2 separate regions of the Gossypium hirsutum genome follow, and region 2 is linked to region 1. The links are chromatin contacts, called in public Hi-C maps. All regions are on one chromosome and are shown on one strand. Each heading gives the region's core, a stretch centred on a gene start, on an enhancer-like site or on the middle of the called end of the contact. The rest is flanking DNA. Distances are from core to core; before and after follow the strand shown.

What was found. Hi-C and Micro-C count contacts between places; a contact is called where the count stands out from the background.
Region 2: a contact with region 1 is called in a Hi-C map of fibers, with 5 times the contacts expected there. The contact joins the enhancer-like site here to the promoter of LOC107922313 in region 1. A contact is called at or near these places in 13 of 34 Hi-C or Micro-C datasets (anther, callus, fibers and 2 more).

Annotation. Positions count from the first base shown.
Region 1 is chrD01:42,017,121-42,020,293 of Gossypium_hirsutum_v2.1, reverse strand. LOC107922313 (protein BASIC PENTACYSTEINE2) reads left to right here and starts at 1,642. Exons shown (of 2, transcript XM_016852294.2): 1 at 1,642-1,872; 2 at 2,794-3,173. The coding sequence starts at 2,798.
Region 2 is chrD01:42,055,699-42,058,871 of Gossypium_hirsutum_v2.1, reverse strand. No RefSeq gene overlaps it. Among protein-coding and RNA genes, the nearest start is that of LOC121214139, 9.2 kb to the right of the region's middle. Within about 2 kb of position 1,526, at least 4 of the 9 cell types and tissues checked have an H3K27ac peak or open chromatin away from gene starts, as enhancers often do. A contact at or near this core is called in fibers, where this site is marked.

The DNA.
Region 1 (3,173 bases), core at 393-2,892:
GATCTTGGTATTTGGTTACCTTTGTTGATTGTTTAGGTATGTATGCTATAATGCTTATGTGGTGATAAGGTAAAATGTTTGAAATATGCTTAGTAAATGAATGGTGTATATATGATAGGTTTGAATGAATTTGGTAAGGTATTGTGCATGCTTGAATGGTTGATATTGAATCATTATTATAAGGTTAATTTTTTTGAGGTGCCTTGAAGGGCATATTGGATCGTTTTGAATATAATGTTATGTTTGAATTTGAATTGTTGATTGAGGTGTCAATTGTGGCATATTGGTTAGACACTTAGGATGATTGTTATAAGAGATATTTGGGTTATGCCCTTGGTTGATGTTTTTCAGGTCTATAATTATATCTATGGTTACCATTTGAGTTTTAGGTGTTTTGGGCATGAAATGGACATTTTAAAGATTGGTCTTTACCATTTTTGAACTTGAGTATCGATATTTTGGCATTTGGTATCGATACTTGATCATATAAACAATTTTAAAACAAACAGAATGCCAGAATGATATCAGTATTTTTTCATAAAATATCAATACCGGAAAATAAATGTCGATACCCTTATTTAGCATAACAAACAAAATAGTGATTTGGTATCGACATTTAATATGGTACCAATACCCAATAATTACATATCAATATCAACTTTAAAAGTTTAAAATTTTAAAATTTTACAATTCAATCCTATTTCATGTTTGAATTACACAATTAAGTCCTTGCAAACTTTAAATTATTACATTGCATAATATGTGAATGGAATTTATATAAATTGCATATAATTTTTTGTATTTGCTTGAAACATCTTATTACTCAGGTTCGATGATCGGACCGAGTAAGAGATATTACAAATTTCACCCATCGATGCATGTATCATACCTTAGGTTTTTAGATGACCTTTAGCTAGGATGTTGGCCTTTTCTTTCTCATGATGTAGTAGGCAGTTGGCTTAAGCTGGAAATGAGTAATGTTTATTCTATCAAATAAATTAATATTATTTAACTATTTAAAAAGATTTGAAATGTTAACCAACTAAAAATGTCATTGAATTTCACCATTTTAATCTTTGATCAAAATGCTCCAATGCACTCAAAATATTAGCGAAAAATTTTATTTAATAAATTTATAAAAAAACCGATATAATACTAAATGTTTCTTGATTGAAATAGTAAAATTAAGATTTTAAAAGTTATGTTTTTAGTTCAAATGTGTATAGATTATTTTTAGATTTATCAAAATTTAAAAAGATATAAATAGTTTTAAAAGAATATTTATTAGTTTATAAAATGAATAAATTTTACAACTTGATTGATGACATTTGATGGGGATTATAAATTGTATAGATAAAAGGAAAAAGAGGAGGGAAAGCAGATATTGAAAGAAATCTATTGACTATCTTGTTTTCCATGGTTATAAAATCACATATTTGTCCACATACAAAATGTAGAAAAGAGATATAACAAGTTTTCCTTTTTGTTTGTTTGTTCGAAGGCATATGGCCTACACCCATCCAATTACTTTTTTAGATTATATTTATCTTTAATTAAAATGATTTTATTTATAATTTTCTTTTGATGTTTTTATATATATATATATATATTTTTTTTTTTTTAAAGTGAAACTCCCGATATATAAATCCCCTTTGATAGATACACATTTTTAGGTCTTTCCCACTCTCTCTCTTGATTTTTTTTGGGCTTTCTTTTCTCTCTCCTCTCTCTCTCTCTCTCTCTCTCTCTCTCTCTCTTTCTCTTTCTCTTTCTCTTTCGTAGTTTATTTTTTGCCTTCGCAGGTTTCTCTCTCCTCTCTCTTTCTCTCTCCATAAAGGGCAAACCCTAAAGAGTCGTTTACACCCCCTCTAAGTAAGTTTTCTCTCTCCTCTCACTTTCCTTTCCCCCCTTTTCTCTTTCCTTGCTTTCTCTTTCTAACAGTTTTTGAATATATGGGTCCTTCCTTACTTATTCTTTGTACTATTAAACTTTTCATATGTATTTTCATTTATTTATTTGTTTGTCTGTTTGTTTGTTCGAGCTCTGGAGGTGAAATTTGTGAAAGGAGATCTAAAGGATGTTATAAAGTTTCCATTTTGAAAGCCCTGAAACTGCCATAAAAAAAAACCCAAACTTTATTTTTTTTCCTTTTTCAAGATTTTGTTTTTGGTCTATAGTAGTAGATCTGATTATGGGTTACGATGCGTGCAAAGATTGGACTTTGGGGAAATGTGGGGAACTGGAAATTATTTTGAATCTCAAATTTTCCATCTTTCTGTTTGGTATCTTTAAATTTCTATTTCTGCTGCTTTGGGGATCTTAGATTTTTCCATATCTGCTATGTACATATTTACTGTGGATTTAGATCTTTCGTTTCCATATCATGGATCTGCGATACCGTGAAGGCCGCTCATTGGGGGCTTTTTTCAATTTCCTCCCAATTGAGAGTTAGAAAATGTAACATATTTGCCCCTTTTTGTTTTCTTGGGAATCAAACGGATTGTTAGTCATTCTTTGAATTTTGAATGCTGGTTCTTGTCTGATCTTTTATTTGCTTTCATGTGTATTTGATGTGGCTGAATCTTGCTTCATTCATGTAAATGCGTTAGATTGCTTATTTGAAACATTGTTTTTTGTTTGAATGTCTGTCTTTAGTGTTGTTATGCTTTTTTCATGGTCTTCGTGGGTTCTTTAATGGGAATGTTAAGCAGGATTTGAATGGCATTGATGGAATAATGTGAATCATGTTAAAAGTTTAATCATTTTGTTCTTGTTGGTGGTGGCTATGTATAGCTTCATGGATGACGATGCGTTGAACATGCGTAATTGGGGTTACTATGAGCCATCCTTTAAAGGACATCTTGGTCTGCAGCTTATGTCAAGCATGGCTGAGCGGGACACAAAGTCTTTTATTCCAATGCGCAATCCGAATCTCATGGTTACTCCCAATGCTGCCTTTCACCCACGCGACTGCATTGTTTCGGAGGCTCCTAACCCCATGAATTATGTTAGGGATAGTTGGATTAGCCAGAGAGAAAAGTTTTTTAACATGTTACCGGGCATTTCTCCTAACTACGGCATTCTGCCTGAAACTTCAGCTGCTCATTCACTGCCAATTTTGCAGCCATCACCCAATTCTTCAACAAGAGATGAGAGGGTGGTTGGCAGAGTTG
Region 2 (3,173 bases), core at 277-2,776, 39 kb before region 1:
ACTTTTAAGGGATGTAAGAAAATAAGCTAGGGAATATGTCACTTGCCAAAGGTGTAAGGGGGATAATGCAACTTATCTTGAGAAGGCTTGGTCAAACATCAATAAGGATTTTGTGGAGGGTCTGCTAATTTCAAAAGGGAAAAGTATTATCCTAGTGAAAGTCGATAGATTGACCAAGTATGGTCATTTTATAGCTATACCGTATCCCTTTATTATTGTTTCAGTGGTCTATGAGTACCTGCAATAAGTTTACAGGCTTCATGGTGCTCAAGAATTGATTTTTTCAGATAGGGATAAGGTATTTCAGAGTCATTTCGGGCAAGAATTGTTTAAGCATCTTGGCACACAACTTCATTTATCTATGACCTATCACCCTCAAATAGGTGGCCATATTGAAGTCCTAAACAAATGTCTTCAAGGCTATTTTATGTGCATATCAGGCAAGAAGCCTTTTGATTGGACCACTTGGCTTCTTTTACTGAATGGTGGTACAATACCACATACCTGTCAGCTATAAAAATGACTCTCTATAAAGCCCTGTATGGGCAGGACCCTTCAGTTCATTTACCTTACCTTGCAAGGGTCTTTTGAGTAGCTGAGGTGGATAGAAGCCTTCAACACAGGGAAACTTTGAGGAATTTCTTGAAGTTTCATATAAAAAATGCCCAGGAAAGGATGAATCAGATGGCTGATAAGAAGAGATCAGACTAGGAGTTTCAAGTAGGGGATCTAGTGTATGTAAAGTTTCAACCATTTAAACAACATTCATTAAGGAAGTTTAGGAATCAAAAGCTTGCCCCAAGGTATTTTGGGCCCTATCTAGTGAAGTCTCGAGTTGGAAAGGTTGCTTACAAGCTGACTTTACTTGCAACTGCTAAGATACATTCCACATTTCATGTTTCCCAACTCAAAAAGGATGTTGGTTCAGCTGTATCATCATCTGTGCTCCATTCCACTCATTCAGATGGTTTTATTTCCAATGAACCAATTTAGATTCTAAATGGGAGGATGGTCAAAAAGGGGAAAATAATTGTTATAGAAATGTTGGTGGAGTGGGTTGATGCTTTTCCAGAAGATTCAACTTGGGAAAATTGGAGTGAATTTCATCAGCAATATCCACTTTTTGATCCTTGAGGACAAGGAGCTCATTTGAGGGGAGGGTGTTTGTTATGAAACATTTGTCTACAAAGGTCAATGAATTTAAATGACCATTAATTTTATTTTTGTTCTTTCATTTCTGTTTAAGTTGTAATGTTAAACGCTGCATTTAGAGCCTAGGAACGTTCAATGAAACGATGCATTTTAGGTCCTAAGTTCATTAGTGAAACGATATGTTTTGGCAGCTGAATTAAAGATTGCCAGGCTGTAATTGGTCATTATTCTCTCATTTGATCATGAATGGGGGGTGACTGGTTAGTTATGAAAATTAGGAAAACTATTTCTCTCCTCTTCTCTCAAATCTCTCTCTCGACGCTCTTTTTCTTCCTCCTCTAATTTTCTCTTTTATTTTCGCACATTACAACCAATAGTTGTAGTAGACAGTGCAAGCGACGTTGATGAAATCGAGGGAAAGATCGACAAGAAGAAAACAAGTTAAGAAAAGAGACGGATGGAGAACAATGACGACGAGGGTTCATTATGGAAGAGAAAAGAGAAAGAAAAAGGAAGAAGAACAGAGGAAAAGAGAAAAAAAGAAAAAAAAAATGTTAAAATTTTCTCCTTTCTTTTGGATTATATTTTTTGGTATAATTAATTTGAGGTCGTTAGCATTATTTGAAATAAAAAATTCTTACAAATGCGACATGTGTCATCGTTTCAATGGTCCACATGTCTTGACAGATAAAAAATTAACAGGGGTAATCCGCGGTACCATATTGATAAACAATGTAAAAATACATGTACTACATTAGAATATTTGATAAAGTTCAAGTACCAAATATAAAATTACCCTTTTATTAAATACGTATCGTTTAAAAAAATATATGATTTGTCTATCTAAACTTGATAGGTTATGTATTTATATACTAATTTTCCAACTTACCAAACAGTCAGTTGCTCTCTTGTTTTTTTTGACCAACTCCTTGGAAACAAATTGGTGTCAAGGTTAAAAACAGTAAAACAAAATCAATAACTAGTATAGGATGAATAAAAAACAAGTGCTCTTGTGTTTTCATTTTTTTTTTTTTCATATTAGCTCCACTTGTTAGCTTGCGAAATAATTCTTATTAGAAGAAATATAACACAACCTTATGATTGCAAGACTTGAGCTTTTATGGAAATGATAAGATCAAATACTCTAATATTGTGAAAGATGGATTAAATAAGTATGAGAGTGTTAATAGTCTACTACATTAAAGATGTGAAAAGAGATGGAAAAGGTTGAATGTGAGTACAAAGGTTTGCTAGTAGAACCTCATATCTAAGATGCCATTTGAGTAGTTTCCTGAAAAAAAATCAATCAATACACTATAACAACTCAATAGTGGTACATCTTTAAAACAATTCTAAATTCGACCAGGATGAATGTCGTAGTGTTATTGTACTTTCCTTTTGGGTTTAGATATATGATGGTTGTTGTAAATCTTAATTATAACAACGTAAGTAGGTAGACAATTAATAGGAATGCCCTAGCCCCGCAAAAGGAAGAGAGATTGTTAAAGCAAAATTAGCTAATCGAATAATTGAAAATCTAAGCTTATTAACGATATTATTATTTTTTGGATTGAAAAGAGATGACCAAAAGTAAAATATAGAAAAAAAAATTACTTACCCATGTGAAAAATTAGAAAAAAATTACGTGGAAATTTCAAAAATTTTCACGTTAAATTTCTGTAAAAGATCTAACAACAATTAATAGAGGGTGATCAAAATATTTAATTTCGAAAAATTTAGTGACTAAATCAGAAAAATTAATAATTGAGTGACCAAAATAAAACGAAATTAATAGTTTAATGACTATTTTTGTATTTATAGTAAAATCTTTAATTTTTATGTTTATATAAAGATATAATGTAATTATATTTTGTGTCTCCATATCATATATATATATTATCTAAAGTAATATATTGATCCAAAAATGGAAACACTTCTAGGTAAGTTATTAAGATATTTGCCAAGTGACAAATGTTGGAAACTAACAAATTAATTATTGTATATAGGGTGACTAAAAAATA